Linked DNA regions of Urocitellus parryii: region 2 is linked to region 1. Evidence: chromatin contacts called from public Hi-C data. All regions are on one chromosome and are shown on one strand. The core of a region is the stretch at or near the end of the contact, and the rest is flanking DNA. Distances in the headings are between cores, read along the strand shown.

Evidence for each region. A called contact is a pair of places that touch in the nucleus more often than the background predicts.
Region 2: a contact with region 1 is called in a Hi-C map of muscle, with 5 times the contacts expected there. The contact joins the promoter of Tulp4 here to the promoter of Tmem181 in region 1. A contact is called at or near these places in 2 of 2 Hi-C or Micro-C datasets (liver and muscle).

Annotation. Positions count from the first base shown.
Region 1 is chr8:8,789,299-8,793,763 of mUroPar1.hap1, reverse strand. It overlaps Tmem181 (transmembrane protein 181), which reads left to right and starts at 1,342. Exons shown (of 17, transcript XM_026393833.2): 1 at 1,342-1,418. The coding sequence starts at 1,411. It overlaps LOC144256717 (a long non-coding RNA gene), which reads right to left and starts at 1,221. Exons shown (of 3, transcript XR_013344217.1): 1 at 1,044-1,221; 2 at 794-867.
Region 2 is chr8:9,051,461-9,055,670 of mUroPar1.hap1, reverse strand. Tulp4 (TUB like protein 4) reads left to right here and starts at 1,387. Exons shown (of 15, transcript XM_026393843.2): 1 at 1,387-1,460.

The DNA of each region.
Region 1 (4,465 bases), core at 93-2,592:
CCCCCTGGTCTGCCTGGGTCCACACCCCACAGGACCATGGGCCTCCCCGCTTGCTTTCCTGCCTGAGCTATGCTGGAAAAGTTTCCCATAGTTCCACCCTCTGTACGTGCAGCCCCAGCAAAGGAGCCCGTGGGTGCTGACTGTCAAGGGAGCCTCATTTACCCTGTACTGGCTGTACTGGTACCTTCAGATGCTGCTAGCCATCAGTAGCCACTTGCAGGGGCTGGTAAAGTTACCTGGATGTGTAGATCAGACTTTGACCAATGGGAGACCAATGAGAGACAGGTAACAGGACAGAGCCAACAGATTGTCTCCTGACCCTGTAGTTTCTATGAGTCTCTCCTGCAAGGCTGAGCAGCCAGCTGTGTTGAAAGCTCTGACCAGCTTGCACTTCCCCAAGCGTACTCTTCTCTGTCCCCGTCTAAACTTTATTCTCTCTCCTTGTTTCCCTGCTCCCAACAAAGTTAACATGGACACTACTGTCTCAGTTTCTATTTTGAGGGAACCAAGCAAAGACACTTTAGACCAGTAACTAAGAAAAACATGGGTCAGAAATAAGGTGATCAATTGTCTTGGTTTGTCTGGACGGAGGGGGTTTCCAGGACATAGGACTTTTAGTGCTAGAACTAGGGAATTCTTAGGCCTTCTAGAACTAGCTGCTCACCCTAGCCAGAAGGCAGGGGCCCGTTTAACCACTTACTAGTCCCCTGAAACCCATTCCCTCTGATTCCTTGGGAAAGTGGTCCCCATTCTCTTAAACTATTGGAACATAGGCTGGTATATTGTTAGTCACCTGACAAATCCAGTTCAGTCATCTGTTCAATACTCGTGCGCTGGTGTCTTTCTGTGCTAGACTGGTGCCAGGTCCTGGGAAGAGGAGGACAAATAAAAGCAGTCACAGGGGATGGTGATGGAATGTTACGGCTAAATATTGGTAATAAAATACGCGTTGCAGTCTAATAGACTGGGAGGGATGCTTAAAACCCCCTAAACTACCAAAGGCAGAGCGGGTATAGGATGCTTTTCTGGCGGGACGCGCTCACACGCTGGCCAGTGAAAGTTCCGTGCAAGGACCTCGCGGTTGGAGACGAAAGAGGAAGCAGACACGTGTGTAGGGCGCTGGAGACTGCGGCCTGGTCCCCAGAGGTGGCCCCGCTCCGGGATTCGTGCCCTTGCGGCCCTTCGGTTGGCCTGGGTCGTGACTGAGGCGACGGGCGTGCGGAGGACCGGTGCCCCGCGCTGGCCAGCGCCCACCGCGGTCGCCGCTTCCGCGCCCTCCGCTTCCGCGCACGTGACCGCGCGTCGCGCTCTGACGCGTTTTCCCGGTCCGCTGCCCGCGGCCGCCGTCGCTCCGGCTGTGGCTGCCGCGGCTGCTGCGCGGCTCCGGGCGCGCCGGCCGGGGGCGCCGAGATGGAACCGTGAGTGCCGGCGCGGGCGGGCGGAGCCGGGGGTCCGGGTGCGGGGCGCTCTGCCCGGGGCGCCCTCCGCGCGTGCGGCTCGCGGGCGGGCGAGGGGGCGCGGCGCGCGGGCCCGGCCCGGGGGCGGTGGCGGCGAGGGGAGGCGACCGGAGCCCCCGGCCCGCCCCGCAGGAGGAGGGGAGCGGTGCGCCCCGGGGTCTGGCCAGCGGGCGGCCCTGGCCACCCCGAGCCCCGGCCTCCGCACCGGGAGCCGGACGCACCCCCTCCCCGCGGCTGCCGGGCGCGCGACTGGGGGCGCTGCCCGGGGGCGCCTCCCGAGGCGCTGGTGACGTGGGCACGCTGGAGCCGGCACCGCCTCGCAGGGTCACTGGGATGCCGAGTTTTATGAGTTTTGCAATCTGCTGACTTTGGCCGAGTCCCCTGTGAAGTGCAGAGGCTTTAATGGGGAAAAACCTGTCTGGGTGGCCCCAGGGACGCCGTCCCTAAAGCTTGCTTTTGATGCCGCAGAGTCACCCGGGTGACCCCAGGGAGCGTCCGGAGAGGGGATTGGTGGGAGGCTTGGCGCTGAGTGGAGCTGCGGAAGGTCCAGGGCCGAGTGCGAGTCCCGCAGCGAGGAGGTTTGCCGGGCTCTGCAGGGTGGCCCGGGAAGGCGGCCTCAGGAGGGAGGGACTGTGTGGGTTAGAGGTTGATTTGGGGTTCTAGAGGCAGAAAAGTAACGTGGTGGGGGAGGTTGCCTCCAGGCAAGCGCCTGTGGTAGAAGGACACTTTTCCCCTCCTGCTTTTGCAAGTTAGTTGGTCACTTCAGCACAGGGTGGAAAACCAGGCTGGCATTAAGTGTCAGGCCCAGGTGGATGTTTTAAAGGTCTCTCTTTTAAATAAAAGCCAGGTGGAGGTGTGTTAGCAGTGTTGCTCTTGTGTTGCGTCTTGGAACACTCAGGTAAAGGTGCCTTCCAGATATGTGGCCCTGTGGCACAGTGGTGGCTGCATGCTTCAAGGGTCCTCTTACGGACCTCTTGGGTTGGTTGGCTGGGCAGGGCATTTGGGATTCTTGCCTTGACCCATTCTGTGGGGAATAGTGGAGTATGTGAAGGGGATTGGACTTTGGCCAGAACTGGAACCCAGGTCCCCTGCCTACACTGTCTGCTACAGGCCAGGGGACTAGCCCAAACGGAAGCCATTAACCAAGGAAAGGTCTTGGGGAGGAACTGTTTACTGCAGCTTGAATGAGAGATTTGATACCCACAGTGTGACCCGCTGTGGGCACTTGCTGTCCGGGAGGTGTGCCTCAGGCTCTGTTGGGCAAAGGGGTGGGGTGGTAGGGTGTGGATATCCGGAGGTCAGAGCGCCACATCGTCCAGTGTTCAGTGTGGCACTGAACTGGGAATCACTAAAGGTTTTGGGCAGTAAATAAAATCCTACTCAAGGCCAAACATCTGAAGCATGTCTGGTTAGGTCAGAGTGCTGTCCAAGGCCAGAAGGGACAGGAGCAGGGTTGGAGCCTGAAGAAGGAAGTGGGTGGGAGAGATCAGGAGAAGACAGCTGCCTGGAGGAGCCAGGGCAATGCCAGCAAACTTCTCAGGAGCGTGATGCCACACTGCCCACACTGCAAACCCTGGCCCCAGTGACCTCTCAGCTCACGGATGGCTCAACCTGCTCTTTAAAAAGACAGAGAGATTGCCAGCAGAACCAGTCAGAGCCTTAGTTTTTAAGGCTTCAACCAGGAGTTTCCTGCCACCTCCATCCCTTCTGATAATGCCAGGACAGGAGAGGTATAGGCTGCATCTTGAAGAGTGGTCAGGTGGCTTCTTTTTGAGCTCTGCTGCCGAGGCTTCCTTGTGCCCTTTGGTTGCTTTGCTTCTCTGTTGCGTTTCTCTGAAGAGGTCAGTAAGGCTGGCATTGTGTGGGTCTTGCTTGGTGCGCAAGCCGAGTGCATTTCACATGTGTCTTTCATCCTGGGGTGTTTTTGAGTAGGAGTGTATCGATTAGACCCATCTCTGCCATCAGTGAAGGTGAACAAATTAAGCTCTGTGGATCCTGCTATGGCTTCAGGGTCCCAAGCCTGCCGAATCTCCTAGTGCTTGAGGGGACATCAGGCTTGGTCAGAATCATGTTCCTGCAGTCCCGGAGTTATTTAGGATCATGTCTGTTAGCTAATTTTTCTTTTTTCTGAACCAAATGATCTCTAGAAATAAAATATAACCAAAGATAACCTCTTGGGAGTTGACTGTACGAGGTACTTTCGTATCGCTTTACACCTGTCATTTTGTGGACTCCTCACCACCACCCTGCTGCCAGGAGGCTTTCTAACGTCCCTGTTTTGCAGATGAGGGGACTGAGGTACAGCAGGTCCATTGAGTTCTCAACGCTAAGCTGTTAGGTCTCGGCTTGAAAGGAAGCCTCACAGTTGGCTCCAGAGCCCGAGCTCTTGACCACTGTCCTCTACTCCTTTGAGACAACAGCTGGCAGCTGACCTGTCCTCAGCAAGAGCTTTCAGGAGCAACCCCTTCCTCATCACAGAGAGCCCAGGAAGGGGTCCCTGTTTCCTGGATGTAATGGGTCAGGAACCCGAGGTCCTGAGAGGTAGCGGCCCCAGGTCCCTCTGCTGGTTAGTGGAGGAGAGGCCTTCCTGCTAGCCTTTGGACACTGGACCCCAGGCCACATGACCTGGCACTGGCTGGAGCCCCACCCTTGGCCGGCAGATAACTTTTGGGAGAACAAGTGTGCTGCCCGGTGTCTGACCTGCTTCCTTGTTCCGTTTGGCCTGGGTCAGGCATTTGATGACCTAACCAACAGGCTCCTGGATGTGAGCCACTGACCTGCAGCCTGGAAAGGATGCACAAGCTCATGCTCCCTAGAGGAGCCCATTAAAATGCACAGGATATTGTTGGGCCTTGAATTATCACATAATGGTATTTTTGAAGGCTCACTGCTTGAGTAGGTAAAGAAATTATTTATAATATATTCAAAGTGATTGATTGAAATTTCAGACTTCTAATTCTGTTTGCCCCCTCAGAAGTTTCTTTTCAAAACCCCTTCAATGGTAGGTT
Region 2 (4,210 bases), core at 138-2,637, 260 kb before region 1:
TGATAGAGCACTTGCCTAATGTGTGAGGCACTCACTGGGTTTGATCCTCATCCCTATATAAAAAAATAAATAAAATAAAGCTATAAAATGTTATATATGTATTTTTAAAGTAATTCTGCTTAGAAACTGTAAATTTTGTTTTCCCCACAGGATGTAGAATTTTATGGAGCATTAAACTGAAGCACTGTAGTAATGACACTCATTAAGAATTATCTTTTTATATTCAAGGTACTCTAAAATCTGAATGTAGTTTTGTTTCTTAAATATTTTAAAATTTAGTTTAGGGGTGCTTATATTGTTATGAAATAATGGTGAATTAGTACTTCTATCAAATATGTTGTTTATATGAACTCATATATGAAGTAATATTGTTTTAAAATTGCTGATTTTTTTTTTTTTTTTATGGTACTGGATATTGAACCTAGAGGTGCTCTACCACGGAGCTACATCCTCAGTCCTTTTTATTGTTTTGAGACAGGGTTTCCCAAAGCCCTTGATGGACTGGTCTCCAAGTTACTATCCTCCTGCTTCAGGCTCTGAATAGCTGGGATTACATGTTTGTGCCACCACGTTGGCCTAAAATTGCCTTTTTAGAGATAAAGATAGCTAGGTAGCATCTGTCGACATTTTAAAAATTGCAGGTATGGAATTTTATAATTTGACAGATTGAGTCCAACTTCCTTCTTTCTGACCAAATTCACAGAAGCAGTAATTCTTAATCTGAAACTGATTTGAATTTATGCAGATAGGCAAATAGAAAACTCTGCTGAGCACTTGCAGAGTGGCTACTATTCTTAACTGTGCCTCAATTCAAGGAAGAAAGGATGCTGGATCTTCTCTTTTAAACTACACATATGAGAACAGTCCTACAGTCAGCAATGCCTTTTCTTTGTAAGGATGAAAAATGAAGGAAAAATGACTGAAGTTTTCATTCCTATCAAAATATCAATTTTAATGTGGGGAAAGGGTCTGAGTTCTTGCCTGTGTGAGTTAAAATGACACTATCAACTCCTTTCTCCGTAAGACCAACTGAAAAAGAGATCCTCGAAGTGAGATCATCATCATCATCGAAGGCATTTCAACGACTGTTTTCATGGGAAGCCACGCTGGCTCATAGAATGAGCAAACCCGTGCTCTCTAATGGCTCTCAATTGGAGGCACTACGTGATGTCCACTTCCGGCCCCACTGAAGTCAGGACAGCACACAGATCCTGACGTTGTGGGGTGTGAGGGTTTTTCGCGTTCGCCAGGCTCCGAAGACCACGCTAGGCACCGTCTGGCCGTCGTGCAGCCTGGGTACAGCTGTGGTCCAGGGGAGAGCGCTGTCGGGTGCGCGCGCGCGAGTGTGCGTGTGTGTGCGCGCGCGCGAGTGGCGGGCGGGAGGCTGCCGAGGCTGGGGGTCTCCCGGGTGGAGGCGGATGCCCCGGCTGGCAGTGGCTCTGTTTCCAGCCACGCGCCAGGTGAGCGCGGTGGAGTTGCGGGACGGGGTGGTTAGGGGACGGGGGCCGAGACCACCCCGCGCTCGGCAGGGCAGCGCCAACCGCCCGGGCAGCGCCAACGGCCAGCAGCGCGGGTCCAGGCAGGCGGGCGGGCTGGCCCGGGAGGCGCCGCTCGCCGCGCCGGGTCACGTGGCGCGGTCACGTGGCGCGCAGCCGGGCCGGCGGCGGCGGCGGCGGCGGCCGAGGGAGGCGGAGACTTCGGCCGAGACGCGGGGGGAGGCCGCGGCGGCGGCGGCGGCGGGGCTGCTGGAGGCGGAGGCGGAGAGGCGCGGAGAGGCGCGGGGCCGCCGCCACGGCGCGGGAGGTGAGGCGGCACGGGGGCTGCTGTCTCCGGCCGCGGCGGGCAGGGGTGCCGCGCCGTCCCGCGGGAGGGGCGCCGGCCCGGAGCGCCCCGGGACCCCGGCCAGTGTCCCCGCGGGCCCGGCGCCGGCGGGCGTGGTGGGCGCGGCGGGCGGGGCGGGCGGGCGCGGGGCCGGGCGGGCGGGTGGGCCGTCTGCACTCGGGCCGAGGGCGCGGCGCCGAGGGCGTCTGACCCGGCCCCGGGCGGCCGTGGCTGCGGCTTTGCTGGGTAGCCTTTTGTTCGAGCCCGTGAGAAAATGGTGCGAAAGCGGAGCTCGGGGTGTGCGTGCGTGCGTGTGTGTGTGTGTGTGTGTAAATCAGGAGGCGTTTGGCTTGGAGCCATTTTTTTCTTCTTAATTGTGGAGACAGAAAATCCCTTAAAATGATTTCCCCGGGGAGACGGGGCTGTGCTCCCCTGGCCGCCGCACCGTCGGGATGGAGTGGCTTTCCCTCCCTGCTCTGCCCACCTCCCGTCCTCGGTCCAGTCTCCCTCCTTCCTTCCCCTTCCTGCCCGCCCCACCTTCGGTGAAGCCCGGGGAGCGAGCGGGGTGTCTGCAAAGCGGCCCGGTCACCTGTCGTGGCAGCTGCATGGAAATCCCGGCGCTTCTGCTGTCTGGAGCCTGCTGTTTCCTCTGGCAAATCGCGGAGATTCCGCTCCCAGTACCAACCCTTCCTCCTTCCCTGTGCCTCAAAACCCAGTGCATCATGCCGATGCAAAGTTTGACCCGCTTGGGGCAATTAGCAGGGAGTCGTCTCCTCCTCCTGTCACGACGGCACTTCATGGTTGAGAAGATGAGGGCCATCTGGCTTTGTGGAGAGAAATTAGGGTGATGCCCTCTGTCTGAGCTTGATGCCCCTTAGGGAGGGACCTGTTCATCCTGCCGGCTAATTCGCCCAGGTGATCCGAAAGTCTGGTAAGACTTCTTCCCCTGGGGATAATCATTTTCCCTGGCCAGGGAACCGTTTCCAGGGTTTTTCTATACGGGGACCCCCCCCCCCCCCCCCCCCGCTTAGTAGGCAGGTTTTAGCACAGAGGAAATTGTCTCTAAGGGTTTTGAAGAGTGTAAAGATCCGTCTAGAATTCCCTTTCTTTGTTTTTCTTCTCGTATCTGGGGTCTCCATTCCTCAGCTATTTGGAATTTACTCTTGCAGGCAAGACTACAAGAATGGTGCTGTGGTCCTGGAGAGTTCTCTCCAGGTCCAGCAGTGTTGGCTTGCTGCAGTTCCAGTTTGGGATGGGTGTGAAGTGACAGGGAACTTGCACTTAGCCATACTGCAGTCCAGAGTTTGGAGTTGATCTCAGCGTTGTGCAGTGATAGCCACATTCAGAATGGGAAATTCACACCCGTCCCCCTTTTTTGTAATAGTCTGCTGTGTGGAAATGATAGTATGTGTTATTGAATAGCCAAATCTGATGTTTAATCCCTCAATTTAAAAGATGGTAATTTGTATGAAAGTTATTATACAAAGAATGAGAATTTCCATGAACAGTGTTTAAGAGGACTGTGGAAGTAGCAGTTTCTTTTTCACATTGGGGAGGTGTGTAGTATTGAGTTAGAAGGGAGTAATATAGGGAAAAATGTTTTTAACACATCAAAGTTTTTAGGACAGGAAGAAGAGTAGAAAAACCATGATTATGATTGCTCATGTGCCTGAGAAATAACATAATGTATTTACTACTGTATATTTTTAAATACAGTCCTCTTTATTTAGAAAGGATGCATCACTTTGAACTTTCTAGTTTTGATATGGAGATATAAGAGTAGTGATTTGGCTATTCACCTTATTTTTCCTACTAAAATTGAATTGATTTTTTTTTTAACCCTTACAAGGATGGGTGGTACATGAAACCCGTTTTAAATTGAAACATCCATTGTGAATGTTAAGATCTCAAGTAATAGAAGAATGGGGGAGACAGCAGCCTTCTTGCAGGCAAAATTTCAGCCCTCTCTAGGTAGTTTATAGGACAGAATATGAAGACCATGTTTTCTTTTTGGGTTTGCTGCAGGTTACACTGAATGTCTGGATTTGGGAAGGTTTATTGAGTGGTTCCTGTGTGCATGGATAAGCTAGGAGGCAATCAGTGCCTTAGTGTTCCAAAGCATTTACAGCATTATTTGAAGTCTCTCTCTTGTTCTCTTCTATGGAGGAAGAAAGAGTGAGGACAGATTGAGTGGCCCAGCTGTGCATGAGCTCTGTAAAATGCAGTTGAAAATTGAGTGAAACCTCTGGTATGAAATGCTGTGATTTAGTTATTACATTGGTTCCTGCTGAGGATTCAGTATTACTAAAAGCCTTGGAGAAATTGTATGTTTGCCTGTAATGATACTGCAAGAAATATGTAATTAAGAAGTCAAATTTGTCTGGGACAT